2 separate regions of the Mus musculus genome follow, and region 1 is linked to region 2. The links are chromatin contacts, called in public Hi-C maps. All regions are on one chromosome and are shown on one strand. The core of a region is the stretch at or near the end of the contact, and the rest is flanking DNA. Distances in the headings are between cores, read along the strand shown. Region 1 has its middle 6.8 kb from the start of Gm5091. Region 2 has its middle 10 kb from the start of Gm35343.

The links. Hi-C and Micro-C count contacts between places; a contact is called where the count stands out from the background.
Region 1: a contact with region 2 is called in a Hi-C map of the N1E-115 cell line, with 3 times the contacts expected there. The contact joins two enhancer-like sites. A contact is called at or near these places in 2 of 484 Hi-C or Micro-C datasets (the N1E-115 cell line and embryonic stem cells), 8 of 115 datasets of contacts at active chromatin or transcription factors (VIP interneurons, differentiating embryonic stem cells, embryonic stem cells and 2 more) and 2 of 9 other capture datasets (adipose tissue and embryonic stem cells).

What each region holds. Positions count from the first base shown.
Region 1 is chr17:15,245,311-15,249,921 of GRCm38.p6, reverse strand. No RefSeq gene overlaps it. Among named protein-coding and RNA genes, the nearest start is that of Gm5091, 6.8 kb to the right of the region's middle. Within about 2 kb of position 1,866, at least 92 of the 459 cell types and tissues checked have an H3K27ac peak or open chromatin away from gene starts, as enhancers often do. A contact at or near this core is called in the N1E-115 cell line and differentiating embryonic stem cells, where this site is marked.
Region 2 is chr17:15,064,566-15,068,767 of GRCm38.p6, reverse strand. It overlaps a transcript of Ermard not described here. Among named protein-coding and RNA genes, the nearest start is that of Gm35343, 10 kb to the right of the region's middle. Within about 2 kb of position 2,542, at least 88 of the 459 cell types and tissues checked have an H3K27ac peak or open chromatin away from gene starts, as enhancers often do. A contact at or near this core is called in the N1E-115 cell line and differentiating embryonic stem cells, where this site is marked.

The DNA.
Region 1 (4,611 bases), core at 617-3,116, 180 kb before region 2:
AGAAGGCCAGTGTGGTGGTGGTGGTGGTGGTGGGGTGGACCCCCAGTAAGGAGGGAACCAATAGCTTGCTGTTCACAGGTGGCTTGATGGCTGAACATGTAGTACAGTTCTATAAAAGTGACAGGAAGCATGGCGTTTGACTACAAACTATTAGTCTAGTGACTGTATGCAAGAAGAGAGGAACATTTCCCGGATGGTGCTAGGGGAGAGACTGTTCACATCTCTGAGGGCTGGCTCCAGGATGGAACTACAAGCCCTAGCTGGGGATGTGGGCTGTCCTGTGTTCGGTGCAGCTATTTTCTCACATGACAAACCCAGGGAGGTGACAGCCTTAACCCCACAGGGTCATCAGTAGGCAGACATACCATCACCCTGTCAACAGTCTTCCAAGTATAAGATATGACAGTGAAGAGCAGTGAATAGCAGCACCCTCACTGCAAGTCTGAGCATGGAGATGGTGTTCCAGTGGAACACCACGCAGAGTTCCTTCTCCTTAGAGGCACTGGGAGCCCCCCACATCAGCAAGTCCCAGATTTTAGCCTCTGTTCAGAGGAAGACAGAGCCCAGGCGCTCAGAAGAGGGTGGCTTTGGGGTGGAGGCAGTGCCCTTTCGCTGACACGTTTATTGGGTTACTATGTCAAGCACCTGTTTTGTCTTTGGGAGAACTGAGCTGGAGGCCTCCAAAGGCCATCTCTTAAGCCAGGCCTTCGAGTCCCACCTAAAGTCAACAGAGGAGACAAGGAAGCACCAATAGAGTGTTTTCTTTTCAGTGGTCGAAATGCCCAGAGCCCACTGTTTTCCACCAAGCTCTGGCAGAGCATAACCTTTCTGAGACTATCAGTAACCGTTCAATTAGCCTCAGGAAACTAGAGCTTTGCAGACAGACCTCAAGAAGTTCACGTGGCTACGCTTTCCGCACGGGCTGATCCTTGCTCGGGAGTTGGTAATAATGCCAGGCCACACCACTGCCCCTTTTAAAGATCAACCATAATATCTCAGAAGCTCAGGGCAAGCTGCCTGTTTGGCATCATCACAACACTCTCAGAAATGTTCTAATTGATATATATATATATATATATATATATATATATATATATATATATATTCTTCTGTCTTCTGCAGTCATCCCTACAACTTGAAAAGTAAACTTTTCTCTTTGTACTTAACTGACTTGAGGCAAGAAGAGCTAGGAGCATTGCGGGGCTGCTGTTGTCTGGTCCAGAGGCGGGTCATCCTGTCCTGCCTCTCTTTTATGTGACATTCTCTTTGTGAACAGGTGTGAGGGCCCAGCTTTGAAACTCGAGCCTGCAGCCTGGCCTGGAGCAGGGGAACCAGGGGCCTGGGGCAGCTGCTGTGCCTCCCCTTCAATCCCTGCGTTCCCTCAACCTCCTTCTCCCCTTCTTTGGCTTCCTCTCATCCTCCCACCCTCCCCCTTTGTCTTCTGTTCCTCCTTGTCTTTGTCCTTCACTACTCTCCTTCTTGATCCTCCTCCCTCCCCCTCCCCTTTCTCTGCTCTCTCACCTCCCCCTGCTCCTCCCCCTGACCCCCCTTCCCCTGTTCCTGCCACTGGAGCATCAGCCTGGCAGAGGCTGGGAGCAGGAGCAGGCCAGGCTCACTGCACCGCGTGAGAGCAACTCTGAGGACCTGTCTGGCCCAGGGTCAGGAGGTCATAGAGGTGGGCGGGGCCCGGGCAGCAGATTGGGAGCCCCCTGCCCCAGCAGCGTCATTTAGACAAACAAGCAGATGGCAGGTGTCAATGGGGACAAAGAGCCATCTGCGCAGCGAGGCTGCCCCACTGTCTCTCACAGGGACTTCATTAAGCCCGACGTCAGATAGCTGTGCTTCAGTCAGAACCAGCAGGGCCCTCGCTGGCTAGAAGAGGGGCTGTAGCTCTGAGCTCTACCCAGCGCTATGCCTGCCAGGCCAGACACAGGCCACAGGGGCGGGGCCTGTGTGTTCACAGTAGGGCTCCTGTCTGCTTTCAAAGGGCCAGCCTTGCCGACTGTGGTAACCTAATGGCTGCCAGAGGCAGGTCTGGTGATGGAATTTAGCATCTCAATGGCTCCCCCTCTAGCATCCATGGCTGCTTTCCGGATACCGGTCCTTGCACCGATGCTCTCAGGTAGCAGCACAGCAAAGCCCTAGATATACAAAGCTGGTACTGGGCTAAGGATCAGTAGAGTTGTACAGCTCCCCAGGAGAATGGGATCCGAGGCCATGGTCCAGGCAGCTCTTGCGGGGTGGGGGGTGGGGGGGGCGGGCAAGAATGATGTAGCCATCCTGAATCTTCCTAGCTAGTCACGTGGGGGAGGTTCTGGATTTGGGCATTGGTGAGAAAGGGCCCCAATCCAAGTGTCACCTTGGCCAATGTCTCTTCATTCAGGATGGAAAGGTTAAGTACCGATGCTGGTTGGTTTTTATAAACTTGACAAAAACCTGGACTTAACAGGGAAGAGAGAATCTTATTTTTTTTTCTATTTTTTACACTCCATATTTTATTCCCCCTCCCCATCCACCCTCCAACTGTTCCACATCCCATACCTCCTCCCCACCTCCTTGTCTTCATGTGGATGTCTCCACCTCCCTACCCCACCTGACCTCTAAATTCCCTGGGGCCTCCAGTCTCTTAAGGGTTAGGATGAGAGAATCATAACTGAGAAAATGGCCTCACAGATTGGCCTGTAGTCAAGTGTCTGACGTTATTGACTTGATTCGTGATTGACATGGGAGGGCCCAGCTCACTGTGGGCAGTACCAGTCCTGGGCAAGTGGTTACGGGTGGTATAAGAAAGCAAGCTGAGCAAGCTTCCTGCACAATTACAATCAGAAATCTGGGCAAGAGCAGCCAGTGAGCAAGACAGGGATGTGTGTAAGTTCAACCGCTCCTCTCCTACTAGACACCCACACATTTCAGTGTGAGATTATAGCCTCTGCCAACCTCTCTCTCTCTGTGTGTGAGGAAGATAGCAAGACAACCTCACATAGGTTGCACCTGAGGAGGTGACGTGGACCCAAGGATAGCAATACAACCTGTTGCCATTGAGGAAGGAAACACGTGGCCATACCTTCTAAAGTATTCTGGGAAGAGTGTAGGATGATCAGGGTGAGACATGCTCCTGGCAAGGGTCTGGGTAAATACTGGGAAACTGTGGACAGAACACAGAACGGTGTGGAGCCCCTGGAGGGGGGTGGCTTATGGATGATCCCTGGGCTCTGGTGCTAGAAACTGGAGGGACTCATGAAGAAGAGATAAGGGAGGTGGCAGAAGAGACAGAGGGTGCCATTGTGCAGAGCTGTAAGCCATGGGAAAGGTTGCATTTCATTTTAAATGTACAGATCAGTGAACAGGCCTTTTAGATAAACTTCATGAGAATATAGCTTGACTTGTCATGTAAAGGGCTCTTAGGACCATAACACAGGCACTACACTAATCCAATCAGGATACCATTGCCCCACAGAAAACCTCCATCTATTACCTACCCATCTCCAGTCTTCTCAAACCATACCCTCCGAAATGAGCACTGTACATTTTATGTAAATGAGGTCCCAAGACCTGGGCTTTTATGTTCGCTTTCTTCCAGTCAGCTATGTGTGGGAGACTAATGTTGTGTCACATGCTAACACATCATTGGCTTTTCCCGATACACAGTGTTTCATTGCTCTCTTGGTGATGAATAATGAAGCAATTGGAGCCCTTTGATTATAAATAGTGATACTGTCTGTATTTATGTGGATATGCTTTTCCACTTTTTTTTTCTTCTGAGACAAGGTCTCATTCTATATCCTAGGCTAGCCTCAAATTCATAGAGAATCTTCCTGCTTCAGTCTCACAGGTGCTGAAGTGACAGACAAAAGCTTCCAGGTCTGGTTGTGTTTTTATTTGTCCTTCATAGATACCTAGGAATTCAATTTTTGGCTCATGGGATAACTTCACATTTGTCCTTTGAGGAGCTGTCAAACTATGACAGGTTTTAAGCAGGAATGTCTTAGTTAGGGTTTTACTGCTGTGAACAGACACCATGACCAAGGCAACTCTTATAAGGACAACATATATTTGGCGTTGGCTTACAGGTTCAGAGGTTCAGTCCAGTATCATCAAGGTGGGAACATGGCAGCATCCAGGCTGACATGGGGCAGGAGGAGCTGAGAGTTCTACATCTTCTGAAGGGCTGCTAGAAAACTGGATGAATGAGGGTATTAAAGCTCACGCCCACAGTGACACACTTCCTCCAACAAGTCCACACCTACTCCAACAAGGCTACACCTCCTAGTAGTTCCACTCCCTTGGCCAAGCATTTACAAACTACCTCAAGGACTATAGGGATGTACTGTAATTCTTAGTATAGATATGGCTTTTTATTTCACATACCCAGCACCCAATTTTGAAAGTTGGATGGGGTATAGCAAGGAATAGCTTGCTCCTTCTTGCTTGAAATGTTTGTTTAATCAAGGAGACATGGGAAGCTAAGTACGGTGGAACATGTCTGGAGTTTTAAGTCTTTTAAGTCATGTACCGGTGCTATGTGAACTCCTCATGGCTGTGGCTTCTTCTGATAAGGTGTCCATGGGCTGGGGTCTGATATGGTAGTTCTGGGATTCAAGCAATAATATC
Region 2 (4,202 bases), core at 1,293-3,792:
GCCTCTGTGACTTAGTTTATCATCCTACAGCTTTACTCAGAGGCCAGATTTCACACACACCCCTTTAGGCTTGAAGCACCCTGGCTTTGGAAGCCTAGCAGCCTTTCAGGGCCCCATTTAGTAGCCCTGCACCTTGCCTGATCCCTATCAGCTCTTGCCTTGTCCCTTGGCCACCCATCCCGGCTGGGCCCTCATGGTCTCACTGTGGTCTCCTGAATGGAGTTAAGTCCTGGGAATTGCTGGAACCAAGCACCGTCCCCCACCCTTCTTACACTGGCATCTTGAGCACAGACATCAACCTCTCAAATGGACTTTCAGAGTCTGGCTGAACTTTGACCTTGTGTGAGCTAGATTGTGACTCATCTGAGGTCAGTTTGCTCAGCCAGCAGCTGACTGTGGTAACTTGAGTCAAGTGGATATGGAAATGGTTCCTTCCTCTACATCCTTAAGGGACCAGAGCATATTATCCCGTAGGTTCCAAAACGGAGAAGGGGAAGCAGTGGAAAAAGAGATAAAAGCACAGACGCCGTAACTGCAGACTCAGCAAGTCTGGCCTGCACAGTTCTGGCATTGGAGCACGGCCCTGGGCCTGTGGGTAGCCATGAACGCTGTTCTTCCTGGCAGCTCTTAAAGGGGTCCTTTGCCAAAAATAAAAAACTCATGAAGTTGGGTGTGATGGCACAGGACTGGGGTAGACTGGCTGATTCAGGGTGACACATAGAATATCACAAGCATGATAAGAACAGATTCCTGAATGGTTTTGAAATCTCAGGTCCTGGGTCTTAGAGATACTTCACTTGGAAAAACACAAGGATATTCAGGCACAGGACTTGAAAGCACTGGGGACTTCAGGCACGGGACTTAGCACAGCAGAGCTTAAAGGGGGTGGAGGGATGTGAGGTGTTGCACCGGATATTTAGCACCATCTGGACATGACCAGAACTTAAGGGAAGCAATATTCCCACCATTTGTCAGCCTGTGAGTATCACACCTCGTGGAGGACCCCTAAGGTGTGGCTTCACACCTCCTGTTCCCACCACTGACTAACACAGCTCACGGCAGCTGAAGATCAATATATAAACACAATGCAATGTTTCCATTGATTTAGCAGACCCCTCAGCCACTAACTTAGGTCCAAACCTCATCCAGGACATGGACAAGATGGGTCCAACTAAAGAAGAAAACAAAACTATTAGCTTTTCTACCATTTAAGGTAATACAGGAAAAATAAGCAAGCAAGCAAATAACAAAAACAGAGCCAAAAGTGTGAACTGCCCAGGTCCAGATGGATAGTCAGGATTTTGACTCCAACAAGACTGGCAACTAACATAGAGGCTCCTGAGGATGGGTTAGCATGGGACCATGGAAAATAATGTCTTAAGTGGGAAGTGAGGAGCCACAGCTTGTGGGAAAAGGCTTATATCTAAATAAATTCAATACTATGAGAATTTTACATGCTGAGACATGAGGGAGGTCCTAAGCTTGTTAATTAAGAGTGAAACAGAGAGATTGGAGGCCCCTGTGCCCACTATCCCTGCATCACCTGCAGCCCCTACCCTCTGCTCTGACTGGGATTTCCTGGACCTCATAACCTAAGGACTGGCCTTAGCATCACAGCCCTCCACTCCCAGTCTGTGGACTGTAGTGCTTTCTTGCTGATCTTGCATTTTGCTGGGCTATTTCTGTCTCCCTGCCAAGCTGCTGGAAAGGTTTTGAGATTACAGATTGCATTTCTGGGACTCAGAGGAACTGTCAGTGAGAGTGACCACTAAGCAGCTGAGGACCAGCCATCCCTGCCTCCTTCACAGGGGAGTGAGTTCCAGGTTTTCTCAACTAAGTTTTCTACCGTCCTCCTAAATGGAATTAATAACATTGTCTTGGGGGGTATTCAAAGTCCTGAGCAAAAGGCTTTGAAACTATGTAAGCTTTCTGTAAAGGTAGCATTTAATATTTATAATGGCAAGTCTATGCTTATAAGGATCCCCAAACTCTAATCATTGGCTGGCACAGGACTTCACTTTATGGGTAGCTTTTTTGAACTGAGCATATTTCATTTTCAATTAATTAATTATGTGTCAAGGGGACATCCTGTATCCATCCATTTGGAGAACTTCTGATGCAATCAAAGACTTATCTTAATTGGCCCCAGTCAATTCACATGGACACTCTACAATTCAGACACAGCCCATAGGAAAACTGGTTCCAGGCCCTCTAAAGCCCAAACTCTGGCGGTACCACAGTGATTTAGTTTCATTAAAATGTTTTAGTAGGGCTATAAAACAAACCACAGACACTCCCTTTTATCCGATGTAAGGAATTTTCTTTGTTAGTCCCTAAAAGCCAATCCCACACGGGCGGGCGCCATGCTTTGGCAGCAGTGTTGGCAGACTGGCTGTGGTGTCAAGGTGTGAATTCAGCCTGCAGCTGGGGAGAGTGGGTGGTTAGAAGCCAGTCTCCACTGCAAGCCTGCGCCCCTCCTTCTCTGCAAAGCTCAGTCCAGTCCCTTTAGACAAAGGGTTCCCCTCCCCCATCAGCAGTATGGTGATTGGTGGTTGGTTAATGGTGACCTTGGTCCCTCCCTCATTCTCCTGTCACCACCACTGGCCACGATGATGTCTTCCCCCAAGAGATTAATTCACACAATACAACCCCAATCTTCCCTCATGAAGATGGACAAGATTTTTAGACTGTGATTGTTCATGCCTTTCATCAATACAGAATTAAATGAACGGAAGGCCGAGCCTTCAGGTGAACGCAATGCTCCACAGCCCCAGTGGCCAGGCGCCAGTGGTCACTTCCCACTCTTGTCACCTTGGACCTACCTCTCTGTGGCCAGATGAAAAAGGAAAGAATTCCTTTTCCTGGAGTCACAGGAGTTGGCAGGAGACGTCTTCCCACACAGCTGGCAGATTACTTAATGAAGAGCGCCACCCTGTGTCTGACTAGAGAAAACACAATCAGGAAAGGACCTAGGAAGTTCTCTAAGGGAATCCAGCATCAATGTGTTCCAGGGTGACTTCCCCTTATCACGGGGTTCACCCCTCAAGGAGCTAAGCTAGACAGAGGCCCCGTTAGCAGCACAGCCCACAGTGAGACTGCAAGCTTCCACTGACGATCCTGTTGGGATACATAGCTTTGGCAAACTCCAGGTCGGTTGACAAGAGTGCTACCTGTGCCAGGTTCGGATCCATAGGTTAAAGAAACGAAAGCTACTCTCAGCTGGGGCTTCAGGTGAGGACTTGAGGGAGACCACTGTTTTCCCAATGGTTAATTCATGTAAGGCTGTGAACGGCTGGAATGTTAGTCACATACAGTGAAGACACGCACATAGCAACACACGCATCACACAGCCCAGTGTGACAGAGAGAATCCAAATCATCTATGAGGAAGAAAAGAAGAAGAGCCAGCATTGGTTGATACAGTAGGCACAGAGCAGAGCATCTGCTGCATCACTTTTTTTTTTCCTTCCTGTCAGTCAGATGAGGTATGCAGTGGCGATGTCAGCCTCAACACTGCACAGATGAAGACAAGCCCTCAAGGTTATAGAGCTCGCCCACAAGCCTGGTAAAATATGGAACCAGTATCTTCCTCTGCGCGTGCTCACTTCTCCAGCATTGGGTCTGCAATGCCAACCTTCCGGCTGACCTCTGCACTTCTGTTTCCTTTTCTAGGGTGACTCCTGAAATGATATTTTCTAGAGGCCACTGGCAGAGATCCACTCACAGGAGTTGAGGAATCTCTTGATCCAGGATTGAACCAGGCCTCAGACAGGGCAAAGCCTGCTCGACTCAGCACGCCTTTGTGGGATGTCACCTTCCTGAGATTTCCCATCAGTCTCCACAGCATGGCCCCCAGCTCTGGTTCTTTCTGCTCTCAGAACCCCAACCTAGAATTACAGCTCATCTCTTCCACTTTCTGCTGGACAACCTAGAGAGTTCCAGAGTGGTGTCTACCCAAACAGGCTTGTCCTCCTGGAACAGAGAGACAGTGCCTAGGACTACATGTTGAAAAAGTCATTCATTTTTGTTTTTTCTTTTTTTTTATTATCTTTTAGAACCTCTGTATGTGCTTCTCTTGGGTCTTCTGTTTGCTATTTCTTTTGCAGAGCAGCCAGCCATGAGCAGCACTACATGTACTTCAGGGCAGGGTGAGCTTTGTTTGCAAGTACACTTGGCAGTTGCCTTGGCCATACAGATAGCACC